Linked DNA regions of Mus musculus: region 2 is linked to region 1. The links are chromatin contacts, called in public Hi-C maps. All regions are on one chromosome and are shown on one strand. The core of a region is the stretch at or near the end of the contact, and the rest is flanking DNA. Distances in the headings are between cores, read along the strand shown. Region 1 overlaps Ttc7b (tetratricopeptide repeat domain 7B). Region 2 overlaps Rps6ka5 (ribosomal protein S6 kinase, polypeptide 5).

What was found. Hi-C and Micro-C count contacts between places; a contact is called where the count stands out from the background.
Region 2: a contact with region 1 is called in a Hi-C map of the N1E-115 cell line, with 14 times the contacts expected there. The contact joins two enhancer-like sites. A contact is called at or near these places in 8 of 484 Hi-C or Micro-C datasets (the 3T3-L1 cell line, the N1E-115 cell line, cerebral cortex and 5 more) and 3 of 9 other capture datasets (adipose tissue, embryonic stem cells and liver).

Annotation. Positions count from the first base shown.
Region 1 is chr12:100,334,267-100,341,586 of GRCm38.p6, forward strand. All of the region lies in intron 17 of Ttc7b (tetratricopeptide repeat domain 7B), which reads right to left. Among named protein-coding and RNA genes, the nearest start is that of Gm51958, 11 kb to the right of the region's middle. Within about 2 kb of position 3,640, at least 45 of the 459 cell types and tissues checked have an H3K27ac peak or open chromatin away from gene starts, as enhancers often do. A contact at or near this core is called in the N1E-115 cell line and cortical neurons, where this site is marked.
Region 2 is chr12:100,572,197-100,579,516 of GRCm38.p6, forward strand. It overlaps Rps6ka5 (ribosomal protein S6 kinase, polypeptide 5), which reads right to left. Exons shown (of 17, transcript NM_001330702.1): 9 at 5,526-5,687; 10 at 3,439-3,564; 11 at 2,927-3,060; 12 at 2,235-2,328. Among named protein-coding and RNA genes, the nearest start is that of Ttc7b, 55 kb to the left of the region's middle. Within about 2 kb of position 4,370, at least 12 of the 459 cell types and tissues checked have an H3K27ac peak or open chromatin away from gene starts, as enhancers often do. A contact at or near this core is called in the N1E-115 cell line and cortical neurons, where this site is marked.

The sequences.
Region 1 (7,320 bases), core at 2,390-4,889:
TAGATAGAACCCAAAATCTATAGAAGGAAAGTCAGTCTATCTTCCATGGATAAATCACAAACAGACAGGCCTTGGAGGACCCTAGAGAAGCAGCAGCCCCAGGAGGGGCCTTGGGATTCTCCAGAGAAAACTGCTGCCCAAGAATAAGAAAGCGATGGCAACATGGTGACTCTGCATAGGAGAAACCTATGAAGCCTTGCTGTGAGTCTACCCTGCTTTAGACAAAGTATGTCTAGAGTTATTATTTTTTAAAAATAGCAAAATGGTTCAGCCATCACGAGTATTTTTGCTTGCATTTTACTGTAACCTTCTGTGTGTGTGTGTGTGTATGTGTGTGTGTGTGTGTATGTATGTGTGTACACGGTTATGTGTGTGCTGGTGCATATGCACATGTGTGAGTGAGCAGAGCCAGGGGTAACCTTGGCCGTTACTCCTACAGCTGTCCACCTTGGTTTTTGAGCCAGACCTCACTGGCTTTGAGGTCTCTGGAAGAGGTTTCCAGACTTTTTGGTCTCAGATCTGTTTTGGATATTAGAAAATCATGAAGACTCCAAAGAGATATATTGGGCCTTGTCTAATGGTATTGCCACATTAGGAACTAAAACATGTTTAATATGTTCATTTATTTGATTATTTAAGAATAAACAATGCACTACATTTATAGCAGTGCTATGCAAACTTTGTTCCACAACCTACCTACAGATTCCCTTGCTAAAGGGCCTGTGGTTTTGGAGGAGCTAATGTTGCTTTTGGGATTAGCTGTTTTGTTCAACAAAGGAACTACAAGATCCTTACTGAATTCCTGACTAAATTATTTTTCTTTGCAATATCTATACTATGTCAGAATGAATTCATGTTTAATATAATGATACGTTTCACTCTGACTAAGGCCTGGCACATGGAGATGATGGTGGTACGGATTGGGTTTAGAGACCACCTTACATTTGGATGCCACTTTATTCTGTTTATGTGACAGAACTGAGACTTGAGGGGTCATGTCACCACCCAAAGCCATACAGTCAGTTGGCGGTAAAACCAGGATGCAAACACTGTCTGGTTCTAACCCCAACCTCAACACCCAGCCATAAAGGCCACCTCCTGAAGGAAGGCTGCAGCGAGCCTCCTGCTGTCCCTTCAGAACACGAGGCCTTGGGTCCTTGCACGTGAGTGTCGTTATCACCATGCAGTCTACAGGCTGCAAAGTAGATGCACCCGCCTTCCATATTTGATTGCGTGGTTCTAAAAGACGACAAGGTATCTTCTGTTTAGGGTTTTTCAAAGTCATTTCAGTAATGTCAAGTCACTCAAGGCACTGGGCAGACGCTTGTAGAGTAAATAAAAGAGTCGTGAGCAGACATCTTTTTATGCTGTTCAGAGGTCATAGACTATGGCACTCAGAAGATACAGCCAGTGTTCTCTGGTCTCGTAATGGGGGAAGGCCCTGACCTTCGTGACTTCCAAGGATTTTTTCAGTGTATCTGTCACACTGCTGGAAATCTCAGGAACAGAATTAAACACTGATGTCATTTATTGACTTTCTCTCTCTAATACAATTAAACCACCAAAGAGAGAGGATGAGGAGGGTGGTCAGGAACCCTTCCCTGTTCTCGGTCAATTCCTTGTTACATGTATCACAAGGGCCTTGCTGCGATGAACCTGGGATAGATAGTAGAGGAGTCAGAGGGTTCTAATAGCAGGTAGCCATGGCCAGAGTTAGCATCCACTGTTCTTTGCAGTAACATAGCAAGTGAGTCTTCCTCTGGTTAGAGTTCGGAGGCATCACTAACAGCACAACAGAACAGCAGCTATTTTACTGTGGAATAGGACTGACAAGGTAAGCAGGAATATATACTGTGGTTGTGACTTACGTGGGCACAGTAGAAATGCTGCTTCTCCATCTGTCTTTAAGGAACTCCTTCCCCCCCCACCTCCCCCTCACCACAGCAAAAGCACATTTTGCATGACCCAGGGGAATAGTGGAGACAGAGTCTTGGAAAAGAAACCCGAAGGAAGACTAAAGGACATATTTCCAGCTTGAAATCCAAGACTCTGGAGGGATGTTTCCAAATTATCAGGCTCAACAGATGAGCCAGGCACCATGCCCAGGCTGCTCTGCATCTCTTATTTATCACACTAACTTGAGAAGTGCTTATCAGTGCTGTGACCCAGGGAGCACAGTGCCGTGTGCTGCAGCTGCCAGGCCCTGCCAAGGAGACAAGCATCCTTTCCCTTATGGCACGGCTGGGACAAGCCACCGCAGGATCAGCTTGGCTGGAGTGGGCGGAGGCAGGTGACTGTGCCCTAAAAGCTGGCCCAGGGTTTGTGAGCAAAGTGCTCAAATGGCAAAGGGCTAAGATGCCCTGAAACTGGGCAGCCTGCATTTCCTTGGCTCACAGATTTTGTTACCCACCCTCCTCCTCCTCCCCTCTGTGCTGCCTGGGACACCTGATAAAAAGGTGAAGGGATGTTGAAGAACTGTTCTTATCCCAGTCCAGTTTTGTCTAGGTTCTGCTGGGCTGCCTTGGGGTGGAGAATACCAGGAACAAGGGTGGGAAGACCTTTCTCTGTGGGTGGAGAACCAAGGCCTCAGATCCCAGGGACTGCAGATCTAGGCTCTGGGCCCTCCTGAGGTTTCCTTTCACATCCAGAGCTGCTCAGAAACCCTGCCATAAGTAGGACACTAGCAACAGTCGGCTCCAATTGCTTTTCAGCTGAAGCTTTGGCCAAGCTCATGTGTATGGAAAGAGAGGCCTGTGGTTGATTTCATACAGATTTCAACGTGACTATATATGAGTTCTACTTAGCCACCAGAGTTCATCATTCAAAGGGACCCTAAAGGCAACAGTTCTGTTAGGTGAAAGTAGGAGGCTTAGTTAGGTGTGGTCACCCTGCTCTTTCACAAATAGGGACCCTGAATGAAGGGCACACATTCTAGTCTGGCTCCCCTTTTAACTGGTGGGACTGGACAAGCAGCTGTGGTTGGAAGACCCCTGGGATTCCTTTCATGCCTCTGTCTTCTCAGCATGGAGCAAATGAGATCTTGTCTACCTGGTGAACTGGTGCTTATCCCAGAGCTGGGAGCAATGGACACTTGTCACGCTATGTGTGATAAACATCCTTTACTAAAAGGGAGACAGCAGTAGATACACAGGACAGACACTTGGCAGGAGCCCAGCCCTGGAGGACTGACTGGATTGCTTCATGTGATGAACATGAGAGAGTGATGGAGCATGAGGCTGCCACACCCCATTCCTCACCCACATCCTCTCCACCTCCGCTGCTGCAGCCCATACCTGCTGCCTTCCTCACCTCTTTTCTGAGAAGAACCCAAGGCACTCTGGCATCAGGCATGTAGCAATCCCTCGTTAATGGAGCTTGGAGCTCATTTCCCTGCCCCCTAACAATTCAGTGTTATCCCACATCAGACTTCATTCAGTGTCCACGCCTAGAAGCTGTGCCCCCAAACCAATGAGAGCAAGGAGAGAAAGCAGTAATTTCCCCTCCTAAAGATCCTGAGTTCTTAACAGCAATCTGAATGATTAAGGATCCTGCCAGTCAGCTTGCTTAAAACATTCTCATGTTAATAGGAAAAGACTGTCTCTTAAGCAAGGCTTAGAAATGCCATCTGTCCAACACTGCAGCCTGCTGGCAGCTGTGACCTTCTTGTTTCCATACCTGCTTCCTCCATCCCAGCATGTCCTGATGAGATCAGCAACGGCTCTCAGGTTTTGGAGGAAGAAGAGATGAGAGAGGCCACTCGTATTTCAGCCACCAAATTAGGTATGCTATCTATACTGTTTGCTTTATATTAAACGTTTTAGTTCTGACCCAATGTCCCCAAGGGATTAGACTTGATCTGCCTATCTTTCCTACAAGGCCATCCTGTTGCTGAGGCAGTGGCTCTCTACTGTTATCATACACCTTCCTTATCTGTGAGCATCACTGTCTTTCTCCTCCCTCTGTGCATGTCCATCACTGTGATAGTAAAGCCAGGGCCACAGCAGCTTAGCAGACAACTGCTGCCTTGTACTAATCCCCACAGCCCATACTGCCTCCCACTGGACTCTCTAATAAACGCTGGCCACCACTCTCAGTAGAACTTCCATTTTACCCTGAGGGAAGAATATTTTAAGATGCCCACTGCCACAGCTCCAACATGAATCCGTTCCCCAGCCACTTTAACAGAGTTTCAATAAGTTAACAACAGACAAAATGTCTTCTCCCGAGAAGGAGAAGATCTTTCCAGGGGAAAGCTTTGGGACAGGAGTCCACGAAGCAAGGAGAGGCTATGTTGTCTCCAGGAGGCATGCGAGGCTGAAGCAGTACTGCCAAGGCTGGTAGGCCAAGTGGTCACACACAAGCATGAAGGGAAGCCATTCATGAGCATGCGAGGAGAAGCCAGCTGTCAGGGTGATCCACACTGGTGGTCCTGGGTTGGAGGCAGTACCTTCTGGAGGACTACAGTGGACAGAAGTTTCCTCAGCAGCTCACCTACCATACTGCATGTTCACTTTGGAGCTACTCAGAGCCCTCTGCCTGGAGAGGCTGCTCTAAGCCTGGCATGGTTACCCATGACTGTAGTACCATGCAGTACATGGTACAGGGTAGCTTGGTGCTTCCCTGTTGTGGACACCCACATCTATACTGACTTGCCAACTGCTTATAATTCCATTCATTCTCATTTAAAGAAAGGTGCCCCAGAAGTAATTAAGAAAAATTATATTAAATTAATATTGACTAAATGTAAATAGCAAAGAAAGGTTATATTTGAAAAAGATTGTCTCAATCAGGACTTTTTTTTTCCCACTGTAAATTCAAAAATAGGGGAATGTAAATAAAATAATAAAAATTGAAAAAAAATATTCAAAACTAGTGTTGAGGAACAGAGGGTAAAATATGCAGTTTGAGCATTTCCTTTCGGACTGTGTTACTCATTAAGGTGTGGGGATGTAAAGCCATCACTCGCCATGACGAAGTGGAACCACACTTCTCCGTGATGCTCTTCTCCGTCTGGTCGACTGCTGTCTCATTACTCTGCGTGTTCTCCTCCCAGGGAATTTACTCCTAAACAGGGAGGCAGCCTTCACCGCCACTGGAAGGTGGGAGCCAAGAGCCCCAGGCGTCCTTGTTGGCTTTATTGCACACTTGGAGAGGGAAATGAAACTTCCTACATCGTTTTCTCCCCAGTAAGAGCTGCTAGAGCAGCTGAGAACAGGGCCTCTGGGCTTTGGGTCTAGAGGCAGTGTGGAGGGACCCTGTAGTCTGGAGCCATCCAGAAGAGATAGAAAGTCTGAAGAGACTTTCTGTGTGGTGAGGCCCTTCCTTGAGAGTCTCTGCTTCCAGGGCTACATCTCAGGACGGCATGTGGCTGGGCCTTAAACCCAGGTCAAAGCCCCGTCAAACGACACAGGAGCATGCAGCTATAGTTTTTCATCCATACTTTTACAGATGAGGGACCGTCGACAGAACTGGCCCTTCTCAGAGACTTGGACCTGTTTTATGAAAAATATTTAAATCTTTTGTATAAATGTTACAAGCTTCAAACGAAGCAATAGATAGTTAAAGGCTTTAATATAGTCTACTTGTTGGAAAAAATTTTTTTTTCATTTTCTTAGAGGAACTTGGTGTTAAATGGGCCTGGTGGAAAAAAATTTTTGTGATGTTTTAACGTAATCAAAATGCACCTCTTTCCTATCATGGCTTACTGTCTGTCTGTCTGTCTGTTTCTGTTTCTCTCCGTCTCTCTCTCTGTCTCTTGTGTGTGTGTGTGTATGTGTGTGTGTGTGTGTGTGTGTGTGTGTGTGTGTGTGTGAATATATGCCACATGTTACATGACTGCTGAGGTCACAGGAGGGCATCAAAGCGTCTGAAGCTGGTGTTCCAGGCCAGAAGAGCAGGAAGCCCTGTGAAGTACGGGAGCCATCTCTCCACTCCTACCACTCCCTTGTGTTGGAGGGAGCCGTCTGCTCTCTGTGCTCCCTAAGGAAGCTGCTCTCCCTGCCTCTTCCTCTGTAGTCCCCAGAGCAGCACTGCCTCGGCTGTTTGCACCCTGGAGTCTCAGGCCACGGTGCCCAGGTGGCGGAGTGGACAGGCGGGTGACAGCGAGGGGGGATCACATCATCCCAACATTCCCAACACTCCAAACCACAGCACACATTCAACAGTGGAGGAGGCGTGACTCCAGAGACCTCGGAGGGCGAATAGATCGAATAGATCTGAAGGCTACTTACTAACTGAAAAGAGGGAGGGAAAACCATGAAAGTGTGCTTCTGGAGAGTTGCCTTGGGACAACAGATCAAACCAAAAATTAAAACCAAACAACAAAACAGTTGAAAACTCAAAATTAAAGCTACAATAGCAAAGAGGGTTCTAGTAACCTCCCAACTGCAACCTGGCTGGCTGGAATCAGTTTATTTTCCACTGACTTAAAGCGACTTTTGCTTTAAGTAAGGAAAGGCTAAGCTGACCCGTTGATGCCATGTGGGAGTCCCAAAGCAGGGAATTCCAAAAAGAAGAGACAGACAATGAAACCAGCAGGCTTTGGGTCTCCCCACACAGGCCTGCAACCCTGAGTCTATAAGAGTGCAGGGCTGGGCCAGTTTTCATTGTTAGGCAAGAGGGTTGAAGCTCTCTACAATTAGATCAAGAAACTCTATTACCAGTGGCTTGCCTTCCCAGATTAACAAGTGCATCTATGAGGAAGAAAGATCCTTGCGAACAGCTGGTTACCAGCCAGGCACTCCCAGAGGATGGGACAGTGGCTCATGGCTTCTCTGAGAGTAACTGCAGGGCACTGGGTAGGGGCAAGCCACAGTTAGCAGGAAGCCCAGTGGGTCCTCATTGTTCCAATTTACTAATTAGATGACTCTAAAGGCCCCCCTGTAAGAGCCAGAATTTCAGAAGAAATGCAGGGCTCCTAGGTTGACAAAACCTGGCGGGGTGCTGAGGTTGGTGGGTTTGCTGTGCAAACAGTGGGCAATGGAATGTATGACATCATTCTAGAACCACAGGATCTCATTTAAGATAATAAATTTAACAAAGGCCAATGTAAGCCGGGCGGGCGTGGTGGCGCAAGACTTTAATCCCAGCACTTGGGAGGCAGAGGCAGGCGGATTTCTGAGTTCAGTTTGAGGCCAGCCTGGTCTACAAAGTGAGTTCCAGGACAGCCAAAGCTATACAGAGAAACCCTGTCTCAAAAAAACAAAAACAAAACAAAACAAAAACAAAAACAAAAAAAAGCCAATGTAAGAGAAAAAATTTTTTTCTTGAAAAAAAATTGAAGTTGGCAATTGCCCCTAGGCACTACTATATTGAGAGAAA
Region 2 (7,320 bases), core at 3,120-5,619, 240 kb after region 1:
TGGGTGCTGGCAATTGAACCTAGAGCTTTGAACCACTGGGCCATCTTGCTAGCCCATCATTAATATTCTTGAGATGGGATGATTACCCTGAGTTACTGACCAGCATCTAAGGTATAAGATTAGACTATGCAAGAAGAGATCAGAGTAGTGCATAGAGGGGTAACAAGCTAAAGAAAATGAGTGGCCTTCAGAAGCTAAGTCAAGTATACAAGTTGTCCTTAGGGTCTCCAGGAGGAGCCAGCTCTGTCCACTCCTTGATTACAGATCAGAGAACCTGATTGTAGACTTGTTATCTCCATTCATTGTTTAACAGTAAACATATTAAGCTTGTGGTAATTTGTTACAGCAGCAGTTAGGAACATACAGAGGATATAAAAAGATCCCAGCGCACAAGTGAGCAGCACTACTGTGAAGGCTGAAGAGTCACTCTTGATCGCCATCACCCGTGGTTGGAAAAAAGATTGGATAGAGATGAGGGTCACCTATCATGGGTAAAACTCTAGAGACATATTTCAACAAGTGCATAGCAGCCAATTATTATATTTATACTACATGTGGCATTAGATCATAAGAAAAGCCCTATTCCAGTGACTCTTAAATTTAAAAATTGACAAAAATAAACTTTTAACATAAATTTTAAAACTTGGTATAGAATTCTTGAGATATGACATTAGTCAGAAGTTTCAAGATCCAAAGTTTGGACTGAGATACAGTGATCTGCAAAACTGCAGGTGGGGGTGTCTAAGGTCATCCATCACTTTCTTGATTGATAGGTGAGTTTCCTCTGTATTTGCACCAACAGGACACTGTCTTTAGTGTGCACCTCAAATGGCCAGGGTTTCACTGCTCTCATGAGAATCTGACTGAGTAGGTCAATAAGGCAGAAGGCAGTGGAGGTGCAAGGACAGCAGCCTTAAGGCAGTGGAGGTGCAAGGGCAGCAGCCTCAAGAGCTCTTGCTTCAAAAGCTTCTTTTCTCATAAGAACCAGGGGAAGGAGAAGATGATACCAATTTCAGATATTTGTTACCTGACATAACAACAGGCTGTGTATCTGCCTCCTCTGACTAGCATAGCAAAGTAATTAAAAGCTTGTTGCGTTGTGAAGTTGGGATGGTGGGGCTTAGATACCAGCCTTACCATTAAGGCTAACTAATGGTACCTAAACTTCTATGAGTTGTTTTCTGACTTCACAGTGTTAAGCAAGGACTAAGATAATACATGTAGAGTTTACAGTACAGCACCTGGACCACATACTGCATAAACGGAGGCAAAAGTTATAATTACGATGTGTTCCTGCTACCACCTGATATCACCATAATGAGTCACTCTTAGCTGTGGTACTCAGAACTGAGTCCCAAAAGCTACTCTAGTCAAGAATGTCACAACAATAGAATAATGTGTACCTGGAAGAGGTTCTCTTTTCTAGATTGTCACTGATTACTGATCCTGGTACAAGTCTCAAGACTTTTAGGAATCTCAGGTCCTTTGTTGTTAAAATTAGATTAAAAAAAAAAAAAACCATGTTCAGGACTTGTTTTGGTATTTGTGCCTTAATAGGCATAGAATGGTAACAAGTTAAGGTTCTAAGAAGGCTTTGATACCTGTCCATTATCAGAGAGAAGAATAAATAGCACAATTTCAGGCATGGGAGGTGGCAATGGAGGGAGCTGAGAGGTGCTATGGACCAGCCATGTCCAAGTGACAGGCTTCCGTGTGAGACTTCTGTTGAAAAGCAGAGCTAAGAGTAGAAGAGAGCATAGAACAACCTGTCCTGGGGGCTGAGCAGACGCTGCCACCTGGAACAAGATGAAAGGGAACATCTGTCTTTCTGCTTCCCATTTGTCCTTTAACTTGCACCATGTGGGCTTAAGAGTCAGTCTGTCTGATGCTAGAAATGTAAAGAATGTTGAAGGCTTAAAGTCACTAAGTACTGACTACGAAGTAATTAAGTGAGGGTGGATGGCAGCCACACTCACAATAAGCACACTGCAATCTGTGACAGTGGCACGAGGGCCTCTTGCCCCTCTGTATCCACCCATGCCAAGATGGGTGAAGTAAAGGATGAACTGAGGCAGAGGTGAGGGTGTGTGCGCTACCTTCTCTCCCCTTCCCAGAGGCTGGGTGATAGTAGACGCCCCTGAGCTTCACTCAGCAGCACCAATAAAACTGGTGAGAAGTTGAACCCTGTATCTGACCTAGCCCATGTGCGCGGATGGAGGGAGTCCTTGAAATACCTGATCGTGAAAAACTTCATGTAGTTTCACAATATTGGGGTGTCCTTCGCAGAGTTTCAGAGCTGTTATTTCTTTCTGAGTATTGGCTTCCATCCTACAAAATCAAATAGTTTTCCAGCAGAGTTTCACATCAGCGCTCTCTCCCTGATTGTTTTTATTTATAGTGTATTCAGAATGCCTGTGTCAAAGTCTCAAAATGACATATCCACAAAAGTAGTAATCATACCACCCACCAGGAAAGTAAAACTTTTTTTAAAGAAAATTATGACCTCTGAATTAGAAGAGAGCTAGTCATACAAAGAAATGGATGCTCTTCTTGCTGACAATTTAGCAATGGTAATAACCTGTTACCAGAACTAGCTAGCTCTGTTCTTAAAGCCATCAGGAAGCTTGCTAAATACTTTTGACTGCAAATATTCAACAAATAAAAGTCACCAAGCAAATCTGATTAAATATATCATTACCACAAGACAGTTTTCATATAAAACACAACAGATTCTGATTTGTCCAAAACTGATTACATCATCAGAGAACACTAGTGCTAGAAGTATTGGACCTCAGCTAAAAAGGCAAATAACTAAGCATGTGTGCAAAAAGTCTCGCAAAGGAAACAACTGATTTCCTTCTCCGTAATTTCCAGAACTTCCTAAGTGGTCAAAAGCCCCAAGAAAGACTGCTAGGACTGGCCATACCTTTTGCTGATTATTTTGACAGCAAATGCTTGGTTAGTTTTTTTGTGTACACACTTGCGACAAATTGAAAAACTTCCTTCTCCCAAAGGTTTGTCCTTCAGATCTAGGTCATAGTGTTGATAGAAGGGTGAGTCCTGATAAAAGATCAACATTATTTAATTTAATAAAAGATTGGTAGTAATACACAAAGTATATGTAAAGCTGTAATTTAATGTGAAATGATTCAGAAATTTGAAAGCAATAAATTAAAACTCATTTAGTGTGCTTATATTTTCATCTATACATTTGTCCAAAATATATCATGTTTTATCATGGCAAAAAGGAGCTCATGCAGGTTGGCAGTGACAATCTTCTGGGGAAAACACTGCTATTCCCACTTATTTACTCATTTTCTAAAGTTGCCTTTTAGTTGAGTGATAATCTAGTAAATTTACTAGACTTAAAAACATCAGTTGGTGTTTAAATATTCACACAAATCACAGATCCAAACTGAGGCAGCCAGACCTATGTACCTTCATCATTGCACTCCTGGCAACATTTGTCACTCCAGGACGGTCAACTCCCATATGGAACTGAAGAGGATCTATGACAGCTGCGTTACGCTTGAAGAGAATAGATGGAGCAACGAAGGAATAGCCCTGAAAAGAGAAGAGATGCTAAAGCTCAAAGCTCTGCACTCTCACAGCTAGGCACGGTCTAGATGGCGATCATTTCTTTTCATAGAAAAAAATGTTCAGATGAAGATAATTTTATTTGCATTCAGAATACAGCATTAACTCAATAGCAAATGCTTCTCAGAAGGAGATATTGCCATCTTCTGGCAGAACTAGCCCAACTCAAAAAATCAAGGCAGAAAGACTTCCTCCCTATTCCACTCCCAAATCTGATGCAAGCCTGTGAACCTTTTGCATTGCTGATAATATCTGTTTATAAACTCATCTGACCTCAGAAGAGGCACAGTCAACACATCAAATAAAGTGGCCCCAGAACTGTTTCAAACTACAAAAATAACAAGTTTCATAAAAGTTCATCTTTAATTTAGCAATTATTGAATCTGTATTCTATGTTTTCAGAATAACTAAACTTAAAATTGAGTTTTGGAAAATAATACCCCAGTGGAAGGATGATGTGGTAAGCCAGAGTGATAAATGACACATAATTACTCTGTGCAAGCTAGGGCATTTACTAGTTTACCACCTACATAGATCCTTGGCCATGTTCTCCAGGGTCATAGGACAGGTGAGAGGCACACTCTGAATAGCCAGAGCAAACCACACTACAGGCACTGTCAGTGGTCAGAGAAGTGCAGCTATGACACAGTTCAATAGGCACAGAGTATCTGCATCTGTAAACGAACATTTCCTAAAAAATATTCTGCACTTTTAATTTTTTAAAGTTAAAATACAAAACAATGTGCTTTATATAATATTTCACATACACACATCTACACATATTGCTGTGATAAAATACTGACAAAAACAAACAGGTAAACACTCTTACAGAGAGTCAAAGTGCTCACTACTCTTTCAGAGGGCATTAAGTTCGTCGCATAATCTACATTAGGCAGCTTACAAGCTGAAACTGCAGCTCCAAGGAATCCTATACAATATACATACATACATACATACATACATACATACATACACGTACAAAACTATAAAAATAAATCTTTAAACAATATTTTGGCAAAACCAACTTGGAGTGGAAGGACTTATTTTAGCTCACATTTCCAGATTATAGCCCATCATTGCATGGAAATCATGGACTTTAAACCCAAAGTCTTTAAAAATAAATCTGTTTGTCTCCCTCCCTTCCGTTTTTGATTTTTGTTTTTTTGAGACAGGGTTCTACTGGCAGCTGTGTTCACTGTGTAGCTGAGGGTGACCCTGAACTTCTTACCCTCTGGAACACTGGGATTTCAGGTGAGTGCTACCAGACCCAGTTTTATGCAGTACTAGAAACTAAAGCCAGAGTTTCCTGCCGGCTAGGTGAGCACTCTACATCTCTGGCCCCCTCGATTCAAGACTTTAAGAATTAGAGAGCATGTATAATTTATTATTCACTGAAGATAAAGGTCCAGGTAACACTGAATAGTTTAAAGAATGGAGTAAAAAATAAAATAGCATTATAATTTTCACATGAGCCTCAGCAGAAATGAATTTTCAAGTATAAAATGAATACCTCGTCATAAAAAACAAACAGAGGTTGGTTGTTCGAATGCACACCTTTGATCCGAGCTACGGAGAAGCAGAAGTTCAAGACGCGTCTGTTATATATAGTGAGCTCCAGAATAGCCAGGGTTACACAGCATGACCCTGTCTCAAATGAACAGACAAAATATCCCACTAAACAATCCAAATCCCAAAACTCCAACTTCTGTCTCAAAAAAACAAAACAAAACAACAAAAAAACCTAAAACATACACATTAAAAACTATAATAAAATCTATTTAGTAAACTGCAAACTTCCAGATAGTACCTCAACATATCTCTAAATTTAGTTCTGAAGAGATTATAGAATTCTTATTTTATGCCAACAAACCACCTCACTAGGAAAACTGGCTTTCTTCCAAAGCATGTCTGGCATGCTGCAACTTTACCTGAAACAGTCGCTCGGAGCTCTGTGGCAAGGCAGCGGGAGAGTAGGTGGGGTCCATCTCTGTGAACTCTTCAGCGAAGTTACTCACATCTAACTCATCCCGGATCACCGGCTTGAATGGCGCAGGCACTTTTTTGGCAGCTAAGTCATCCCACTTTATCTTCTAGAGCACAGCAAGAAGATTGGGACAAGTCAAAAAAAAAATCAAACTATATTATGAACAATAGATATGGTTACTTTGTTTTTTCTTTTTTAAAGACAGAGTCTTACTTGGTAGCTCTAGCAGGCTGGAACTCTCTACTGCAACAGTTCTCGACCTCCCTAATGCTGTGATCCTTACTACAGTTCCTCATGTTGTGATGACCTTCAACCAGAAAACTATTTTCATTGCTACTTTGTAACCATAACTTTGCTCCTGTTATGAATCATAGTGTGAATATCCATGTTTTATGATGGTCTTAGATGACCCCTGTGAAAGGTTTGGTGGTCAAACGATCCACATGTTGAGAACCATTACTCTATGTAAACTCACTGGCTTTGAACTGAGATATGCTTGCCTCTGCCTCCCAAGTGCTGGGATTAAAGGTGTGCGCCACCACTCTTAGCTAAGAGCACAGTTACTAGCAAGTCTGATTTAAATAAGAGTACATATTTCAAACTAAGGATTAAAAATATTTTTTTTCCAAGAATGATCCCATTTTCAGTCTGTAGTATGTGGAAGGTGCCTGAAGCTTTCTTAATGCAGGAATCTCAGTGTCCTCTAGAGGGCACCAAGACATAACCTCAGAGATAACAGAATAAATTACTTTTGTACTGAGCCTTGGCAGAAAAGAATTAAGCCAAAATGAAAGCCAACCAACCAACCAACCAACCGACCAACCAACATCTCCCCCAAACCATAAAATACTGCTATAGTGGTTGAAGTGTATTCTGTGGCTGTGATACCAACCCCTATTTTCTAGGGACTCACTGAGTTCTCCTCTTACACTGGTTTCCCTTTGGGTCGCTGGACTGATTACGAAGTAAAAGTGCCATGAGTCAAGTGTGTGTGTACACTGGAGGGCTTGCTATTGTAGCTCATTCAACCCCATTCAATATTGAGTGAGATACTGCCTCTTGTTTCCCATACACACTGTCTGAGTAACTAACTCGTTCTGTATTATTCTAATTCAATCCTCTGTTGTTTCTTTATGTGCCTTCTTTAAAATATTCTCAGTTCTTACTGAATTGAATTTTAAAGATTTCTTACTCAGTCTTCAAAACAAGGTGATACCATCATGCTATATAGCATTAAGACAGAGAAGCACCACCAGTAGGAGACATGATTTCCAACTTAGAGATGGATATTGACTCAGTGGTGGGGAAATGTGAAACCTACACTTGATGAAATTAACAAAATAGGTTCTTTTATAAAGGAAGTAGAAATAATTATGTGGTAATTCTTCAAGCTTTTCAGTTATGATGAGAGAGATAATTTCTTTCTTTTTTTTTTATTTGTCTCAGAAATAATCTGAGGCTCAGAAATAAGAGCTAAATATTTTTCACTGAAGTATTTGTTGCTAGAAGTGTGGACTAGAGTTCTGTCCACTTTCTAGCTAGTGTTCACTCCTCTGTGAGGCTGTGGTAGCTTCTGTTACAGCCATCTGCTTTGTGCTTCCCTGACTGAAGATACACCAAGAAACATTCTGGGCCAGGTGAAGTGGCTTGGCACAGTAAGGATGTCTGCTGGCCAACATGCCACTCTGAGTTTGTCCCTCAGCATCCCACATGGCTGAGCAAAGAACTGACTTCCATGA